Linked DNA regions of Rattus norvegicus: region 1 is linked to region 2. A link is a contact called in public Hi-C data. All regions are on one chromosome and are shown on one strand. The core of a region is the stretch at or near the end of the contact, and the rest is flanking DNA. Distances in the headings are between cores, read along the strand shown.

Region 1 (3,145 bases), core at 271-2,770, 290 kb before region 2:
AGGTTTTTGTAAAAGTTGAGAAGGTTTCTTGGAAATATTTAGACCTAAAAAAGCAGAAAAAGCAAACAGAAAAATTGAGGCTGATCAGAAAGTAAACAACTCCCCCCATGTTCTTACCCAGGAGCATAATTACCAACAGACGTCCTACACGAAGAACACAAAAGTCACACGGAAAAATTAGAAACAGGCAGGGACCCCGGTGGAGCGATACGGAAACCAACCCACCCACAAAACTCTCAACCCAAAACTTATCCTGTCTAAAAGAAATGCGGGGGGGGGGGGGGGGGGGAGGAGGGCTGGAGAGATGGCTCAGCTGTTAACAGCACTGGCTGCTCTTCCAGAGGTCCTGAGTTCAGTTCCCAGCAACCACATGGTGGCTCACAACCATCTGTAATGAGATCTGATGTCCCGTTCTGGTGTGTCTGAAGTCAGTGACAGTGTACTCATATACATAAAATAAATAAATAAATAAATAAATAAATAAATAAATAAATCTTTAAAAGAGAGAGAGGGAGAAATGCAGGGACAGGGGATGGAGCAGAGTCTAAGGGAATGGCCATCCAATAACCGGCCCAACTTGAGACCCATTCCATAGGCAAGGACCAATCCCTGACATGATTACTGGAGAAGTGACAGTCAGTCCGGCGACTCTGATCAACATGATACTCTGTTACGCTTGCAGACAGGATTCTAGGACAACTGTCCTCTGAGGGGCTCCACAGACCAACTGACTCATACAGATACAGACAATCACAGTCAAACAGTGGATGGAGCCTGGGGACTGGTATGGAAGAATAGGAGGAAGAAGGATTGTGGACCCTAAGGGGATAGGAACTCTACAAGAAGACCAACAGAGTCAACTAACCTGGACCCTCGGGGCTCTCAGAGACGGAACCACCAACAAAGAACATACACAGGCTAGCACTAGGCCTTCCGGCTCATACGTAGCAGATGTGCAGCTTGGTTTTCATGTGGGTCCTGAACAACTGGAATGGGGGCTAGCCCAAAAGCTGTTCCCTGTGGGATATGTTCTTCTAGCTATGCCTTGTCTGGCCCCAGTGGGAGAGAAGCGCCTAGCCTCCCATAGACTTGAAGTGCCAGGTGAAGGGATATCGGGGAGGGGGGGGGGGCAGCTCAGAGGAGAAGGGGAGGGAGAAAAGGATTGGGGGAGGTGACCAGGAGGAGGACAGTGAACAGGATGTAAAATGAATAACTAAAAAAAAGAAAGAAAGAGAGAAAGAAAGGAAGGAAGGAAGGAAGGAAGGAAGGAAGGAAGGAAGGAAGGAAGAAAGATTAAAAACCAAACGCTTTTCGTGGTTCGGGGATTCTGTAGGTTACAAAAATTTGTTGGGGTCAGTAATAAATTCGACCCTCCTGGAGAACAGGAGAGCTAGGTGCAAGGCTTCCTCCGGTTTTAGCTTGTTTCAGTCAGCAAATTTTCAAATACAGTCAACCAAGCAGTAAAGCTTTAGCCCTTGAGTCGCTAGATGGCGCTAAACCCACTTGTGGAGAACCCGAGGAAGCCATCAGCGTGGGACAACCAAGACTGTAAAACAAGTTTCCTATGTGGTTCCATTTTAAATGTTCATACTCAGATACAGACACAGATGAATTTAAAAAAAAATGCCATTTGGCACATTTAGACCTAATTGAATTTAATAAGAACAGAACAGAACTGGAGAAGTGACAGCCAGCCCAGCGACTCTGGTCAACCTTTGTCAGGACGAAACCCAATCTCCAAACTCTAGAAGCTCCAGGAACAAAACAGGAAGCAAACACACTGTGGACTTTTCTTTGCAGATAAAGCCCGACATTTGTAATATTTGTGTAGAGACAATGGGGCCTGGATAATAAAGGCTCACGGAGAACATGCAAGAGGATAATATAGAATTAACCGAAAAGAAGTTATGAGGGCTTAGAACACATGGACTCACACGGTATCATATCATAAGGGAGGGAACCACGTATTTCAGAACAGCAAGTCGCAGGGAGCAGAAAGTGAACCTTTGAGCCAGAGATTCTGAACCGGAAGGAGCCTCGACAGAAACAGAACTGGGCCAGAAGATGAAATAACTTGCCCAAAATTACTTAGGTCATTAGTGGCAGCTGTGTGAGGAACCCTCGCTGTGGCTAACTGGTGTCTTTTTTGTTTTCTTTTCCATAAGGCACATGTCTAACTGAAACCCCTTCACAGAGGCTAATGAAATGCATGCAGAAGCCTCCCCTCGCTCGCTCTCCACTCTCTGCACACACGTGTACATGTGCACACACATCCACCATTATAAACATATACAGGAAATTGAAGGGAGCCGTTCTGAAGCCTCGGCAGTGCCCAGTCGCTGTTGCCCCAGATAACATATCAAACGCCCGGCTGGAAACGAGCTGCGCTGGCCTTCACACAGGAAGTCTGACTCCAGCTGTTGGCTCCTATTTAACAATCTGCCCCATATTCACAAAGAATGCCAGGACAAAACCACACGAGGGTAAAATAGACAGAAACCAACCGGCGATCTTTTCCTAAGGAAGGGCACTTGAATCCGAGAAGTTTAAAGGGAGGCCTGTTGACTGTGCAGGAAACTTGGTAACTGTGACGTCATTGTCTTATCCAGCCCAGAGAAACAGCCTTTTACAGCAGTTCTTCAAATTAACTCTGACTCAGAGTCACATTTAATCTCGACTGCTCTTAATAGTTCTAATTATCGTTTGATACATTTTGATCCCATGAGAGGCATTGAAGGGACCTTTCCTAGTAGCTACCCCTACATAGAAGCCTTGGGGTAAGACAAGGCTTAGGGTAGGACTGTTTCCAGCCCCTTAAAACAAAATAGGGTGAGTTACCTATTGTCTCATATATCTTCTTTTCAGTGAGGAAGTGAGAGTCTATGGCTTATGGCATAGGAGACCCCATAAACCAGCTGTTCTCAACCTGTGGGTCATATATATATTATATGTCCTATATATCAGATATTTACACTAACATTCATAACTAGAAAAATTATGGTTATGGCATAGCAATAAAAATAATTTTAAGGTTGGGGTCACCATAACATTAGGAACTGTATTAAAGGGTCGCAGCATTAGGAAGGCTGAGAACCACTGCTGGAAACTGTAGGCTATTTTCCCACCCACCTCCCACCCCTCCCCT
Region 2 (2,981 bases), core at 344-2,843:
CCAACCAACCAACAAGCCAACAAACCAACCAACCAGCCAACCAGCCAACCAGCCAAAACCCAGAGATAAAGAGGAGCTGAATTCAATGGATGTCAACCAGTACACAGTTTAGAGAATAGCAGCACTTTGCAGCTTCATGGCCTGAAGGAGGAAAATGAGTCAATTTGTATCAGCTGACAAGGCAGAGTTTCAGTGACAGTATGTAGCTTAAGTGGACCTAGGAAGTTGAGACAAAAATTGCAGACAATGACAGCAGCTTGACATTTTCCAGGCTGTGGAGCGGGGGTTCTCAACCTTCCCAATGCTGTGACCCTTTTACACAGTTACTCATGATATGGTGACCCCCAACCATAAAATTCTTCGTAACTGTAATTTTGCTACTGTTATGAATTATATTTTTGGGGATAAATGTTTGCCAAAGGGCAATCTGAAGGTTGAGAATCACTGCTATAGAGGCTGAACAGTAGAACTTCTGGGCTTTCTGGGTGTTTTCTAATCAAACTGGAGACTTACAATATCACAAAGTCTAGTTTAGGAAAACTTTCTTAGTGGGGAACAAGAGCATGAAATTAGCACACTTGATATGAACAGTTAACCTCTGGACAGACTACAACATCTGGTGTCAGATTTAGCCATTTGATAATATCAGAGATGAGCCAGGAATTCAAGGTGAACTTTGATCTTGCTAAACCTTGATTATTAAATTATATCCTTTCCATCTCAGAGCATGGACATGAATTGTTCATGATACAAGATTACATTACCTGTTCCCCAGTACTGCTGCCTAGTTATCAAGTGGATGTAACAGTGTTGTGAGAACTAAGATATCACAGGAGGGATGTGGAAGAAGGAAAAGGCAATTGCTCAGTGCTGAGAAGAAAGCTCGCACTTACCCTAATTTCTGCCTCCACATCAGGATGATTTGACTGTTACTATGTGGACCACACAGAGCCCATTCTAATGCTAACACATTCTATGGTCTTTTCAGTCTTAAGGTCTTTGCCCTGCATAGTTCCTGTCTGAAATTCTCTTCTCTTGGCTCTTTTTATCCGTGAAGTTGGCGTCTCATCAGATTCCATGGTCCCAGAGAGGCCTTTGTAGATTGTCCTATCATAGGCTTAACTAGCTCATGTCTACTTTCTCTGATAGAGACTTTTGGTTTTCCCTTTTCAGGAGGCCTTGTGTCCTTTATTCAGCACTATGTGAACCAGTCCCACACTGTAGAAGGCATGGGGTCAGTGTTGGTCTCAGCCATCACTGGGAGTCTGTACTTTTACATAGGACCAAAACATCAACCAGACCATCTTTTTTTTTTTTTTCAGAGCTGGGGACTGAACCCAGGGCCTTGTGCTTGCTAGGCAAGCGCTCTACTGCTGAGCTAAATCCCCAACCCCTAACTAGACCATCTTATAGACAATTCTAAGTCCTAGTTTTGTTAAAATCTGCCATGATAACCCACACAGCTAATCTGCAACTTGATGTTTCACTTTGAGTTTCTTTGTAGTTGGGGATTTGCTCCTTGGGATACTTGTCCCCTGGGGGTGGTGCCCTTGTTTCTGGACTTCTACTGCAGTGTGTTCTGTAAGCAAGTGCTGTAAGAACTCAGCCTGCGTCATCCACAAAAGGAATGCTAAGCATTTACTTTTACTCTTTGGACTTCTTGCGGACCTTGAAGCTACCTGGTATACTATTACTCCTACTTGACGGATTAATGCGCTGACACTCAAGTAATTAATTCGCCCCACATCATAAAACTGAAGTGTAAATTGACCCCTGCCTCTTCTTCTAAAAAACATCCCTCTCCCTATTATACTAAAAGCCTGGGAGAGGTGAAAAGTAAATTAATGTGAATTCTTTTGCTATGATACCGAATCTAAGGTCATTGGTTAAAGTATTTTCACATGCTCTCCCCACGAAACAAAAATAAAATAGCAAACCAAACTAACACCAGTGACTGCTAAAACACCATGCAAAAGGCTCTTAGAATTTTGTTGTCCAACAGCCTCGGAGAACCATCTCATGTAGCCTGCCAGGCGAACTCAACCATTTCTCAATATTGGGCGATTGCAACATGGATTTTGCTTGGAACTGTTCACATTTGGCAGCAAAGCTACAATTCAAACAGTCAAGAACCAAGCTGCATGCTTTTGTGTCTTTGCTTTACTTGGCTAAAGACAATCAGGTACAAAGGTGGATCCTCCCTTAACCCTTTCCGGGCATCAAGAAGCTCTTTAAAAATGGAAAGGAATTCCTATAGTAGTGAATTTGTTTCTTAGGATGTGAGAGTTATAGGGCAGTGTGCCCGCGTGCATGTATACTCATGTTTGTATGATTGTATGTATTTTGACCACATCTGTGCTCCCGTTCTAGTCCTTTTCTGTAGTGGCTCTCCATCAGGATCTTGGGCAGTTTACTATTGGACTTTAGCTTCAGAGGAAAGAGACAAAAGCAGGAGGAGGAGAAAGAAGTAAAGCTTTTGGAAGAGCAAGCGGTGCTCTCAACCCTCCAGACTTCTCTCTAGCCCCTATGGTGAAGAGAGGGAACAGACAATAAAGTCAAGGTTTCTGCCCTGGCTTCCTGGATGTCATGCCAACCTCTGCTGGAAGTCAGTGTGCTGATCTCCTCTTTGAATGGATTTCCCTACTCTGTTCTTCTTAGTCAAACGTTGCTCCCAGTTTCCACTTGTACACTGCTACTTCGAACCTCTTTGTTTTGTAGCCCCAAGGACTGGCACAGAAATCTCTGAGCTTCTGCAGATTCTTCTTTGGATTAAGGGCAGGTGATTTTTTTTTAAATTGTCATACCCTATTAGGCTTCTTGGAAAACTTTTCAAGTATTAACCAAAATCTGTGATTTCCCCACCCTAATTTTTTGTGGACAACTCGCATAATAAGGAAAAAAATCCCACATATTTCTAATTCATTTACTTTTCTCTAATTCTCATTCACTTACATTTTATCCCACCAAAACACTAATTATTA

What was found. A called contact is a pair of places that touch in the nucleus more often than the background predicts.
Region 1: a Hi-C map of liver shows a contact between it and region 2, with 5 times the contacts expected there. The contact joins two enhancer-like sites. A contact is called at or near these places in 11 of 12 Hi-C or Micro-C datasets (the A7r5 cell line, the Rat2 cell line, Schwann cells and 7 more).

What each region holds. Positions count from the first base shown.
Region 1 is chr16:62,417,841-62,420,985 of GRCr8, reverse strand. No RefSeq gene overlaps it. Among named protein-coding and RNA genes, the nearest start is that of Trmt9b, 76 kb to the left of the region's middle. Within about 2 kb of position 1,520, at least 12 of the 93 cell types and tissues checked have an H3K27ac peak or open chromatin away from gene starts, as enhancers often do. A contact at or near this core is called in liver, where this site is marked.
Region 2 is chr16:62,123,188-62,126,168 of GRCr8, reverse strand. The region is part of intron 4 of Dlc1 (DLC1 Rho GTPase activating protein); the gene reads right to left. Among named protein-coding and RNA genes, the nearest start is that of Dlc1, 130 kb to the right of the region's middle. Within about 2 kb of position 1,593, at least 9 of the 93 cell types and tissues checked have an H3K27ac peak or open chromatin away from gene starts, as enhancers often do. A contact at or near this core is called in liver, where this site is marked.